Linked DNA regions of Canis lupus: region 2 is linked to region 1. A link is a contact called in public Hi-C data. All regions are on one chromosome and are shown on one strand. The core of a region is the stretch at or near the end of the contact, and the rest is flanking DNA. Distances in the headings are between cores, read along the strand shown. Region 1 overlaps LOC119877364 (MICAL C-terminal-like protein). Region 2 overlaps TEAD1 (transcriptional enhancer factor TEF-1).

Region 1 (6,112 bases), core at 1,837-4,336:
CCTATCTCTGCGTGCAGTTGCATAAACAGTATGCTATTTGTTCGCCAACATAGAGGAAGGTTAGGATTTCGATTCCCTTAAGAGTTCAGTTCTGAGAGTGATGACACCAGCAGGGGCAGACCTAGATTTGTGAGGCCGGAAGCCTGTGCAAAGTCACGCAGACAAAGTCTTGAGGGGTGTTTCCAGAGCCTTGCAAGGCCTCGACCCAGGGAGGGGCGCTGGGGTGCAAGCTTCACCAGCTGCGTGGTTACCCTGTTTCGGAGTCTCAGGGAAATGTTGGAGTCTGACTTTATCCCTCTGAGCCTCGGTTCTGGTTTGTAAAGTGGGAGGGCTCCTCATACCTGTTTCTGGGACTTGTGGTGAGCGTTGGCCAAAACAATTTGTGTGGAAGCCCTAGCATAGTACCTGGCATGGGATAGACAGTAAGTGTTTGTTCCTTTTCTTACTAAAGTACATCGTGCATTTCCTTGCAAAGATAACCCAGATCCACCTATCAGGAATAGACCTCATTGCAAAATAATAACTGTTTCCTGCTTGGAGTGAGAGTCCTGGCCTGTCCCTACAGCCATTGCCGGAACTCTCGGTACAGTGAGCCGCTCCTGTTGGATGTACAGCCATATTCCCCAGCCAGAAGGCTCTGCACTGGGCTCTGGGAAGCCACAGATTTCAGTGAGAGCCTTAAGAATGAAAAGGATCAACATGCCAACAAAGCTAGGGCCTGTTTCAGTTTCCTGGGGAGGGAAGGTGTTGTGGTGTGGAAAGTCAAATAACAGGTATCAGAGAGCCCCGTGTTCAAATTCTGCTCCATTGCATTTAGGCTGTGTGACCCCAGGAGAATCACTTAACCTCTCAGCCTGCAGATTCCTTATATGAAAAATGGAGCTAATGATCCTCACATTACCAGGTCGTTTTAGAATTAAGGGCGTTGGTGGGCAAAGTGTCTACCAGAGTGTCTACTGCCTAGCAGGCGTCGCACCAATGCCACCTGATATCGTTCTTACAAAGTATTATTAAATATCCACACACATACACTGTGAAAGAATTGACTCGCTAGTCTTCACTGCTTGACATTTAAATTCTAGAAACCATATTTTTAAAGCTTCTGAAAATCTCCTTCTCCCCCAAGTATAAAGAAAGGCTATTTTGAAGGATCAGCTAAAGAAAGCCAGCTTGTGTTTTCAAAGGTGTGTCGATCCAGCCAGAAGATGGATTCCCTTCATTCCCTTCACATCCTTAGTAATTCAATTCCCCTGTTCAGTCTATGGGCCTTTCCCTCGCCTTGGTTGTCCTTGCGTGGGTGACAGATGCAGCTCAACATGAGGCTGGAGCCTGGAAGAGTCAAGGAGAATGGGCCCCAAAGGAGACCAAATGGAAGATGTGCAAACCAGGCATCGAAATTAATACACTCCAACTTGTAATAACATTTGTGCAATAATAATATTCCCTTGCAGTTTAATATTCTATTCAGCCCCTTTAAAAGATGGCCCTGGTGCTTAATGAATGACCGATGCTTATTAGGTTAAGTTGTATTTGAGCTGGCCTGTGCTGCTCTGGTTCAAGTGATTTAATGGGAATTATTTAATAGGTATTATTAGGATAATTAGAAAATGATCACAGTTAGGCAATAATATTGAGCTATAAAGGTTGTGAATAACCAAATTTAGAGACAGGCCTGAAAACATGAGTAGTCTGTGACAGTTATGCAAGGCTCCTCTAATAATTACATGCGCCAGCCTGAAAGGCTCTTTTGTTCCTAGGAGTTATTCATTAGGCGGGCATTGAATTAGAGGAACATGCGGGGGTGCAGGATGGAGGGCAATGATGGCTGATGAGCAAAATGAAGCTTTGATGAGCTCCTAATTGTCGTGACAACAATTTCTTCTTTCTTTCCAACAGTCAGAAATAAGCTCCCCTACCCCCAGGAAGAGTTGTTCTCCATTTTGTCAAGGAAAGGGAAACAAAGAAAAACAAAAATCTAACAACCCACCCTAGATTACAAGTCACGATGTCCTTTAGGGTGTGTGTTGGGAGGTGGGCAGAAGTGTTATGGATGGATGTCCTTAGAAAAAGGGAATGGATTCCTCTGGTAGTTCCAACTGCCCAGAGTAAAGGACCAGGATGTGCAGGGGTCTGATTACCCTGGGCCCCACCTCTCTATGAAGAGATAAGCCAAGCTTTGCCAGCCACTTAGACGCCTCTTGGTCAAGACACTGTTACCTACTGCTTTGTTATCAATGTGGTGGTCAGTGTTAAGTGCTAGAGCCATGGAATTCCCCAATTTTGCAAGAGACCGCCATTCAAATTTAGATGGTGTGGATAACACAATCTGTGCTTTCCTTCAACAGCTGGAGGCAGGTGAAATCTGATAGAAACTGAGAGCACCTTGGAAGGAGAAAAGATTTGTCCCTAGGGGCGGCATACGGGAATTACTTTTCCCTTATAGCTTTACCAACTTTGGGGTAAGGTTTACCAGCTGGTTGTCTTCATTGAGTTTGTTTGTTTGTTTGTTTGTTTGTTTGTTTGTTTGTTTGTTTGTAAGGTTTTTTGAGAGCCAGATGGTTCCTCCTTTGCAAAGATGGAGTTTACAAAGAAATAGCAGGATGTGCCAGGCTTCCAGTAGGTGGCAGCAGGAGCACATGTTATCATGAGAGAAACCACAATGAAACCCTAGCCAGGAAGAGGGAAGTAGTTTGGCTTACACTCTGTGGTTTTTATCTTATTGGCTGCTGACAAACAAAAGAAATAATATTTCCCTTGATAATGTAACAATGAGGTATCCTGAAAAGAACACAGATACTGGAATCAGACACTTGTGAGTTTGAATCCCAATGCCATTCATAGGTAATGGCCAGGAATAACAAGATTGCAAAGTTGATGGCTAAGCAAGCTAGGGATTTGGATGAGTTTGCCACAATTCTATGAACTAAAAGTAAACAGTGAAATTCAGGGCATCAGAGGACAGGAGTTTTTTTACGTAGAGTCCAGCAAACAGCAGGAACATAGCATGGTACAAGTTGCCCTGTACCCAAGCACTTCAGTGTGACCCAGTAGGCCCAGATGGCAGCTGTGCACACAGAAGATTGTGCCACAGCACAGGAGCTCAGGGCAAGGTACTTGGCAGCCTTTACAACAAGCACTGAACAAGCCAGCCCTCTCCCCAGAAGCAAGTAGTTATACAGTAGTCACACTGTGGCATCCTGACCTACTTCTCGGAATCGTCTACTTGGCTGATTGCAGGAATGACTTGGGGTTGGAGGATGGTTAGGCCTTGCAGTTTGGCACACTCAGCATAAGATATCCAGGAATGCATAGGGTCTACTGCAGATTGCATTATACAACAAATAGTAATCATCTGTTGATTATGTGTTCACCTCTGACTCCAGCCTCAGTGGCCACCCTATAGAAAGTCAGTGGCCTAACAACAAAGATGGGCCCAGTGAGAGTGAGCCTGGGATTGTCATCCTAAAGAAGCCTTGAGTTCTCTCCACTCCATGGATTCTAGGGACATCAAGGTCTCAGAGTTATGTGCCCTAGGGCATAGCTTTACACAAAAAAACACCATGACAGCAGCAAGACATGCATTTTATGTTACAAGTTAGTACATATAAATACATAATTGAATAAAATTCATCAAGAGATAATACTGAATTTTGATACATGTAAAAGACTAGTACTTTCCATTCTGTCTCATTTTTAGTGTTTGTTATGACCTATTAGGTTAATTTTTGCAAACTTCAGATTTAGAAAATATGGTCCTAATGATTTTTACCCAGAAAAATATTTGAAACTAGATTACCAAATGACCAACTCAGCGAGAAATACAGAATGCAGTTCCCAAGAAGCAGGGAGCAGCAGAATGATGGACTAGATACTATAAGAGCCTATCCACTACAACAAGTATACTTTTAAAAATATTGCTTGGCTCTTAAGTAAGTGAGGTAAGCCTCTCAGGGCCAAGAAGGAGAAGGAAGAAAAGAAGAAAAGTATGCTGAAACTTACGTGTGCCAGGAAAGAAGCAAGCATAAAAAAGAAATCCAGGGTTGCCTTGAGGATAAATATCAGTAGTTTTAAAGTTTAAGCCTTGAAACTAACAAAAAATAGGGAAGCTAACCTTGAGAGTCCCCCACTACATCAGTTCTTTTAGCTCTCTGAAAATCAAGTATAGATCCTCTGAAAGAAACTATGCTTTAGTTTTTGCTCTCAGGATTCAGACAAATTAAGTTTGATAAACTATGAGATGATAATAATAAATAATCACACAAAACACAAGGAAGTAAGCCACTAAGAATGGCAAAGACAACAAATTTAGGGCTCCTGGCTGGCTCAGTTGGTTAAGCATCTGCCTTTAGCTCAGGTCATGATCTTGAGGTCCTGAAATTGAGCCCCACATCAGGCTCCTAGCTCCTAATATATATATAATATATATATATTAAACACAACAAATTTAATGGCCAAGATCTTCAACTTTATTAAGTACAGAATATGCTGTGTCTTATGTGTCAAACATTTACAGAAATAGATTACACACGAAAAGGAGCAAGCAGAAAAAAATACTACAAACGAGAACAGGCAATCCCACCTTCACTTTATCCAGCTGTAACCACAGTCAACATTGTGAGCCTCTTGCTATGACCTACCAAGAAAGACATATCATCATTATGCAGCAGAAATGCTTAACCTGAATTTAACCAGAAGGATATAATCAGACAATTACAAACTAAGAAACAATCTGCAAAATAACTGACAATTGTCAATGCTATAAGAAAACAAAGGTGGGGAAGGAATCTAGGGACTGTTCTAGATAAGAGATTAAAGAAACATAACAGCTAAATATAATGCTATATCCTTAAGGTTTATGTTTTTTCAAATAAAAAGTTGAGAAAATGGCCAGGGATTTTTTTTAGGGTCTATTAAAAATAAATAAATAAATGGAGAGTCTGAAATTGAAAAATATATTCATTGAAATGAAAAACTCAATGAATGTGCTAAATGGCAGCTTGGACACAACAGTAGAGAGAATTAGTGAACTGGACAGTATATCTGAGGAAATGAGCCACAATGCAGCACAGAGAGCGAAGGAGATGGGAAATATGAAAGCATGGTTTGTGGACATAGAAGATAATACGAAAAGGTGTGGCATATGTTCAATTGGAGTCTTGGAAGGAGAAAATAGAGAAAATTAAGGTTATGTATTATTTGAAGAGATAATGGATGCAACATGACAACAAAACCCATTTAGAAAGGGTCTGAGACCCAATATGTGCTTTATAAATGTTAGCTTTCTTTTACCTCAAATGAGTGAAAGACATGCATCTCTAAATGCAGAGGTTAAATCAAGATAAATTTGAAATACATCCACCTTTACCTTGACACAATGAGGGAAAAATGTAGAGCATCAAGGACAGAGATGATCTCAAAGTGGATAAAGAGTAAAGATATGGGGCACCTGGGTGGTTCAGTCGGTTCAGCATCTGCCTTCAGCTGAGGTCATGATCTCAGGGTCCTGGGATAGGGTCTCACATCAGGCTCCCTGCTCAGTGGGGAGTCTGCTTCTCCCTCTCCCTCTGTCCACTCACCCCCGCTTGTGTTTCTCTGTCTCTCTCTGTCTCTCTGTCTCTCTCTCTGTCTCAAATAACTAAATAAATAAATGAGTCTTTAAAAGAAAGAGTAAAGATCTAACAGGGAACAAAATTTTTATTAACATCCCTTCTCTCAGCAGCAATAATGGATGTTACAAGACAGTGGAATAATAGTGTCAAACAGCTTTAAAAAAAAACCTCTCAAGCTAGAACAGTGTACACAGAAAAACTTTTATTTCAAAAACAAGTTCTCAATAAAGAAATGCTCATTTTTTTTTTCCTCAAATGGAGTTAACTATGTATAAGCAAAATTCTAGACAATCTACTTTAAGGAGAAAAAGATAAGTTGAAGGATGATCTGAAATATGAAAGAAGAAATGGTGAATAAAAGAATAATAAACATGTAAGCAAATCAAATAAACATTGTCAATATAAAATAATATGGATTTTTAAAAACATTTTGTTTATTTATTCATGAGAAACACATAGAGAGAGGCAGAGACATAGGCAGAGGGAGAAGCAGGTTCCCCGTG
Region 2 (6,112 bases), core at 2,590-5,089, 540 kb after region 1:
ACATGATTTCGGTGTTACATATCCCAGGACTTCAAGTGTTGAGCACAAGCTCCCCCACCCAGGGTGGGCCATTTAAAAGCACCTTGCCTGAAACCTGGCCAAGTCAGGCAGCTGCTCCTTGCAGCCGATGAAAATCTGGGCTCTCCGTGTGTGCATGGGGAGTGGTTTTCCTGATAAAGCCCAGCAGAATTTCTCCAGCCCTACCCTGGGGCACAGCAGGTGCCTCCAGCCTTCCTGCAGCCCAGCCCCATGCTGCTCCAGGGCTGGCCACCCCCTGCCCCTCCCCCTAGCCCCCCCCCCCGCCCCCCTGCACTGGTCAGGCTTCCCAGGCACAGGGTTGCACTTGTAATGCCTGTGGTGTTCTGGATGCCAGAACAAGCAGGACTGTAAGCAGGAAGACAGAGTGTGCATTTCCTTAGGTGGGAGTTACTACAGCCGGAGACAAGTGCGGAACTGAGAGGGAGGGACAAGGAAATTATTCTTTTGAGACTTCACAGGAGCAGTGTTTTGCAGAAAAAAGAGGTGAGTTCTGTGATGGGGACAGGAACAAACCTGATGAACAGGGAAGGCACAGCTCGGCTCAACTCTAGGAAATACCTTTATGTGCTGCAGCAGTAACGAGGGTCGCCAGCACTTCCTGAGCTGTGTTCAAAGCACCATGTGCCAAGCATGTTGACGTGGATACTGTTCTTCTCCGCAGTCTGTCAGAAACATGAGGGTACGTTCATGAGGATCCATCGCCAGGAAGTGGCCGTGCCAAGGTTGGGCTCCACTCTGTGTGCTTAACCACCTCCCTGGACTGGTGCAGAAATAAAGAGATTATTCAGACAGAAAGACAGCTGCCTTCCAAAGTGTGAGCTCCCTCGGCACAGGCTGGATAGCCCAGTGCCCTTCACCTTGGGTGGAGAGCTGGGCTGGGTTTCCCCTGAGCACCTTTTCCAACTTGTGGTGCTGTGATTCTCCTCAGGGTTTGGGGCAAAGAAGTGAAAGAAGCAGAGAAGGTTTCCACCTGGACTTTAGGATGCATCTCCCACCATGCTGTAGTGGCGACATCTGCATTCTAGTGGAATGAGAGGCCTGGTCTCTGAATAGCTGTGTGAGGTTTGGGGCAAATGCAGTCAGCCAGACTCTGCTCTGTAGGTGGGCATCAGTGGTCTCACTGTGTTGCTCTGACACTTACAGTGAGTAGCGTCCCTGGACACGTCGAGGACTCCACAAATGTATTCGAGACCTGAACATCTTGTAGTAATGTAGCAGAAAATCAGGCCAGAGACATGGAAGGGGCCAGGCTTGAGAGAATATTCTCACCAGGTGGTTTGGAACCCTCTTGAAATTATTCTTGAAAAACCAGAATAATTTTTTTTTAATTAATTATGATTTAAATATGTAGTAAATTCACACAGTCCAAAATCGATAAGCATAACAGAATGGAGGGAGACTTCCCTTCCTTCTAACCACAGTTACTAGATCCTTGTGAATCTTTCCAGATATTTTAATACATATACAGCATAATGTGAGTATATATTCTCCTACCTCCTCTTTTGAAGGAAAAGATGTGGTCCGATGTGTGTTTTGGGAAGATGACAGTGGCAGCAGGTTAGAGAGTGGCTGGGGTAGGGAAGTGACACTCCGGTCCAGGTATTGGGTGGCAAGAACCAAACCAGGGCAGCGGCCTGGCCGTGCCCAAGGGGAACAGAAAATAAGGAATGTCGGAGGGGAGAGAGATCATGCTGATAAAACTAAAAGGCTTTGGGGGACCAATTAGCTATGGGAGGAAGAGCGTAGTGGAGATGACTGTGTTTTTGAGACCAGGGATGGTGCTGAAATTTGAAGAGCCATGTAATAGAGAAGGAGGCAGGATTGCTAAGAACTCCCTGTGTGATAATGCCCTTGCCTCTTGTCAAAAATAAACTTGCTGAAATGGGTATTTGAAACAGAGCGGCTCAGGAATCCGCTCATAGATGGCTCAGGAATCATCTCATAGATGGCAGGGTGGAGATTTGAAGTTTGAATCCAAAGCCCATGATTTGAGGAGTTCGAGGGGAGCAGCATTAATCACCATTTAGGGAGATCTGCACCAAGTGCTCTCTCATGGATTCCCTCACAGCATGACACGGAGGGGGCCAGGAGTGGAGTGGTCATCGGAGAAGAAGGATGCCTAACCCCCCCCCCGCCCCACCTCCCCTCTGGGGACATAAATGGCAGGCCTCTGAGGGAGAAGGCACAGTAGTTCTGCAGGTACATCCTGCACATCACCTTACTCTTTTCCATGAAGGCATCCGGTTAGTGTGGCCCCAAGAATGATTTAATTTTCATATTTTTATAGCTTCTTTCAAAGGCCTAAATTCACAGATCAACGAAAATTCCTTTGTTAAATCACAAAACCTGGTTTTAGTTTGGAAAATGTGACCAGCGCGGCTCTAAGGAAATACAAAATCGATGAGGCCTGTGGCAAAATGAAGGGCAGGTGGTTTGTATGGGGACTAGATTGGAGAAAAAAAAGAAGATCAGAAGCAGGGTGAAAACTCCACGGAGTGCCAAGAGAATCCTTGCCTGTGTTGTGACAGGGTGGAGAAGGACGAGGTCTCTCTGGAGAAGCTTCCAGGCCCTGCGGTGGCCACTGAGGCCGCACTGCCTCTCAGAAAGGGGGTCGTGTAGTCACGGGAAACATCTGTTTGTCCAGAGCTGGTTTCTGGCCCTTCAGAAAAGAGGCTCCTGCTGCTGCCCCCGTGCATGGCTGATGGGGGGGGGGGGGGTTCCCGTTAACAGTGGCCCTGCGTGCCAGCACCTGTGCAGCACCCTGTGGCCCGACAGACTGTCGCGTTTGCTCTTCCCTTTGACCTTCACTGTGACCCCCGGAGAAGAGCAGGCCTGGTGTCATCCCTGGGTTCAGACGAGGAAGCCAAGACCCAGAGAGCTTAAGCAACTTGCCCCAGGCTCCCCAGCTCGGAATCAGCAAAGCCTGGCTTCTAATCCGCGTGTTGTTCGCGAGCGCACCACGTGCTTGGAATAACGGTCAGAAAGCGCAAACCTTCCCGGTTCTCAGAGAAGGGCTGCAGCTGCTCTGACGGCTGGCCGTGCCCAGTGTTTATGCTGCCCCCAGGTTTTTCTGGTAGGACACAGTGATGCCGGGTTTTGGGGGTGGGGGGGATGGCTCACTGGTGTGCTGCCGCCCCCCCTCCGCTTTGTCCCGTCTGGCGGCCGAGCTGTCCTAGCTGCCCCAGCTGCACCCTCTCACAGTGGTGGGTGGTTTACTCCTGTGTCTGAGCTGCTCTGGGCACGCACCCTCTTTTTTTCATTGCCATTGGGGGATGAGGCAATTGAAAGCATCTGGAAATGTGGGTTTTATGGACGTTTCACAGAGGCCCAGCCAGGCTCCATCTGCTTTCCTTGGCAGGTCAGCACCCCACCCGCCTGCCTTCCCCGTTTGCTGCCCCACGAGGCGGTCCGTGGGCCCTTCCAGCTGCACCTCCGTGCGGGAAGACACACTTCTTCCTGAGAACACAGCAGCCCCTCTGTGAAGATGGCCGGGGCGAGGTGGTGCATGGCGGTGTGAGATCCGGCCAGGAAGGACTCACTTGCTCCTTATTCTTTGCTTTCAGTGCTGTTTGTTTCTGAGAAGAGCGCAGGGGAGGGGGTGAAGCAGTGCCCAGGTGCCAACCAGCCAGATCGGGGCTGGTGCCTCGGAGCAGTTAGCTGAGGAGAGGCCCTACTGAGATGCCAGCCCAGCCAGGCCCTCCCCGCACGCGCCCCCTACCCCTACCCGGCTCCCCCCAAGCACTGAATGTGCAGGTCACTCTCCTTGGCTTGGCCCCACAGCCCCTCCCTGTCCCTGCAGGGCCGGGGGTTATCACAGGCTGCCCAGGCTGCCCTGGGGGTGTCTGGACGGAGCCCAGGCAAGGAGAGGGGCAGGAAGCAAATGTAGGTGATTTGTCCCTGTTCTGTTCCAACTTGTACATTAACATCCCTTGACATGAGTTATGAGTCTTGGTTTCTTTAAATTCCTAAGTGGATTATAATTTTTCTCTTGGTATTATATGACAGCAGTCATTTTTCAAGGTTTTACTGCGTTCTTCAAATACTTGGAATGTTTGAACCAAGTCTGGGAGAAGACCGCCATCTTCATGCCAGACAGTGTAGTGCAGCTCTGGGCGTGTGAGGAAGGAGCGCCACTGCCGCCCATTTGTCGGGTGTCTCTGTCCTTTTGCACAAAAAAGCGAGCTGCCTCACCAGGGATCTCTGGAATAGAGTCTATTAGCAATGCTCTCAAAAAAGGGAAGAGAAAGAAAATAACCCCAGTGGCCGCTTTGGGGAGTTGTGGCGTTCCGGTTTGCTTCATCTTGATGATGGGCCCTTTCAAGGACAGGCTTTGCACGCTTCAGAGAGGGGTCACTGACCGTGTCTGAGGGAAATTCAGGGGCCAGATCGTTCCAGGCTCCGGGTGCACATCACCCCCACCTCAGCCACCCTACATTACAGTAGCTAAAGGCAGTTTGGGAGCTAGTGGGAATCACCCTGTGCGTCTCAAATGTTCCTCTCTTAATTTCTGCTCTAAAGTTTGGTACTTCCATTTCGTTGCTGTCAGAGGAACAATCTTAATTTCACATTATCATGACTGAAGTAAAGAAACATCATGATTATTTGGGGCAATAGTAGCAGTAATAATAACAAATTATGTGCAAGCACAGCATATAATGTTTCCATAAACATAAAATAATATTTTCCACACATTATCTCATTTAATCCTTGTGACACTCCTTCGAGATAGGTTCTGTGGTTGCTCCTGCAGTATGGATGTAGAAGCTACCCCAGAGGGCTGGACTTGCCCATTTTAACTGACCCCACTAGGAAGTGGCACCTGCGTCAGGATTCACATGTGGACCCTAGCTGACTCTGGAGTTTGAGTGCTCCTCACCCCTCTGTCCAGACTCCCCAAGCAGAAGAGAGGGGACAGGAGGTGGGAAGAGAGGGGAAAGAAGCCGACCTTAGAACAGATTTGGGAGAGGAAGAAAAGTCCTTTGTTAATCCCTCAGGGTAGCTAAATAACCTGTTGCAAGTAACTTTGTGGAGTTTTTAGGATTGCATTCACCTTTGTCCCTGGTTGCAACTGCTGTGAAGAATAACTGAAGGGATTATAGCGATGAAAAGAGAAAATGAGCATTTTCCCCAAGTCAAAAGAGAAATCTGTGTATTAAGCTTGTGTCAGGTGCCTGCTGAGCTGCAGGACAAGTCTTGATCCAGGTAGGATTTTGCTGGTGCATCAGTGGTGTTTTTGGTAAACCCTGCAGGCAGACAAGAGTCCCAGCTTTTGCTCAGTCATCCTGAGTGTTCAAGCCATAGGAAGGCTCTGTGATCTGACCAAGTTCCTTTCGAGTCCAGGGAACTTGTGACCACCTAGAATAAACATCCTGAAGCACAGCTCTTAATATTTTTGTTTCCCTTTATAGTTCTTTCTTTTGCTCAAAAACCTCCAAGATGTTCCAAGATAGTTTTTGGTTGGCTATTTATTTAATTCAATAAAGTCATAACGTGTATTTTGTATTTAAGCCAAATTGAACCAGAGTCATCATAGCCTATAAAGAAAAGCTGTCTCCCCACCTCCCAGTCCCACTCCTTGAGGACAGCTACTCATAGCCTTTCAGCCATTTCTTTGTATATTTTCTCCATATTTCGAAATAACATGTTCATACCTTACACTTCATTACTTTCAGACAATTTCTGTTGACTTTTTACTATGGAAAACCAGGACTTAGCTCTCTAAATACATTGTTCTCTTCCCTCCTTATCCCAGTGTTGGTTATGTCAAAATTTTTGGTTTAACACTCAGCGTTTGTATTACAGGCCTATAAATTTCACATGCAGCATGGTTAATGTGTGACATATTAGAATCATTTTTGTAACACTGTTTTTCCTAGGATTCCTCACTGTCTTTTTTTTTTTTTAATCCAGCTTTTGCATACCTAAACAAATTCATCCCCAGCATTCCTAAAAGAGTTCTCGAACTCTTCTCCAGAGGGTCAGATTAGTCAGGGAACCTTCCAGGTCCGTTGTCCCTTTGGTGACACTTCTCCCGCTCTTCATCCACCCCGGACTGGCTGTTGTCCGGGTCAGC

Evidence for each region. A called contact is a pair of places that touch in the nucleus more often than the background predicts.
Region 2: a Hi-C map of amygdala shows a contact between it and region 1, with 4 times the contacts expected there. The contact joins two enhancer-like sites. A contact is called at or near these places in 3 of 9 Hi-C or Micro-C datasets (amygdala, blood and skin fibroblasts).

The regions. Positions count from the first base shown.
Region 1 is chr21:35,953,480-35,959,591 of UU_Cfam_GSD_1.0, forward strand. The region is part of intron 2 of LOC119877364 (MICAL C-terminal-like protein); the gene reads left to right. Among named protein-coding and RNA genes, the nearest start is that of PARVA, 29 kb to the right of the region's middle. Within about 2 kb of position 3,087, at least 2 of the 20 cell types and tissues checked have an H3K27ac peak or open chromatin away from gene starts, as enhancers often do.
Region 2 is chr21:36,492,507-36,498,618 of UU_Cfam_GSD_1.0, forward strand. All of the region lies in intron 8 of TEAD1 (transcriptional enhancer factor TEF-1), which reads left to right. Among named protein-coding and RNA genes, the nearest start is that of RASSF10, 97 kb to the right of the region's middle. Within about 2 kb of position 3,840, at least 2 of the 20 cell types and tissues checked have an H3K27ac peak or open chromatin away from gene starts, as enhancers often do.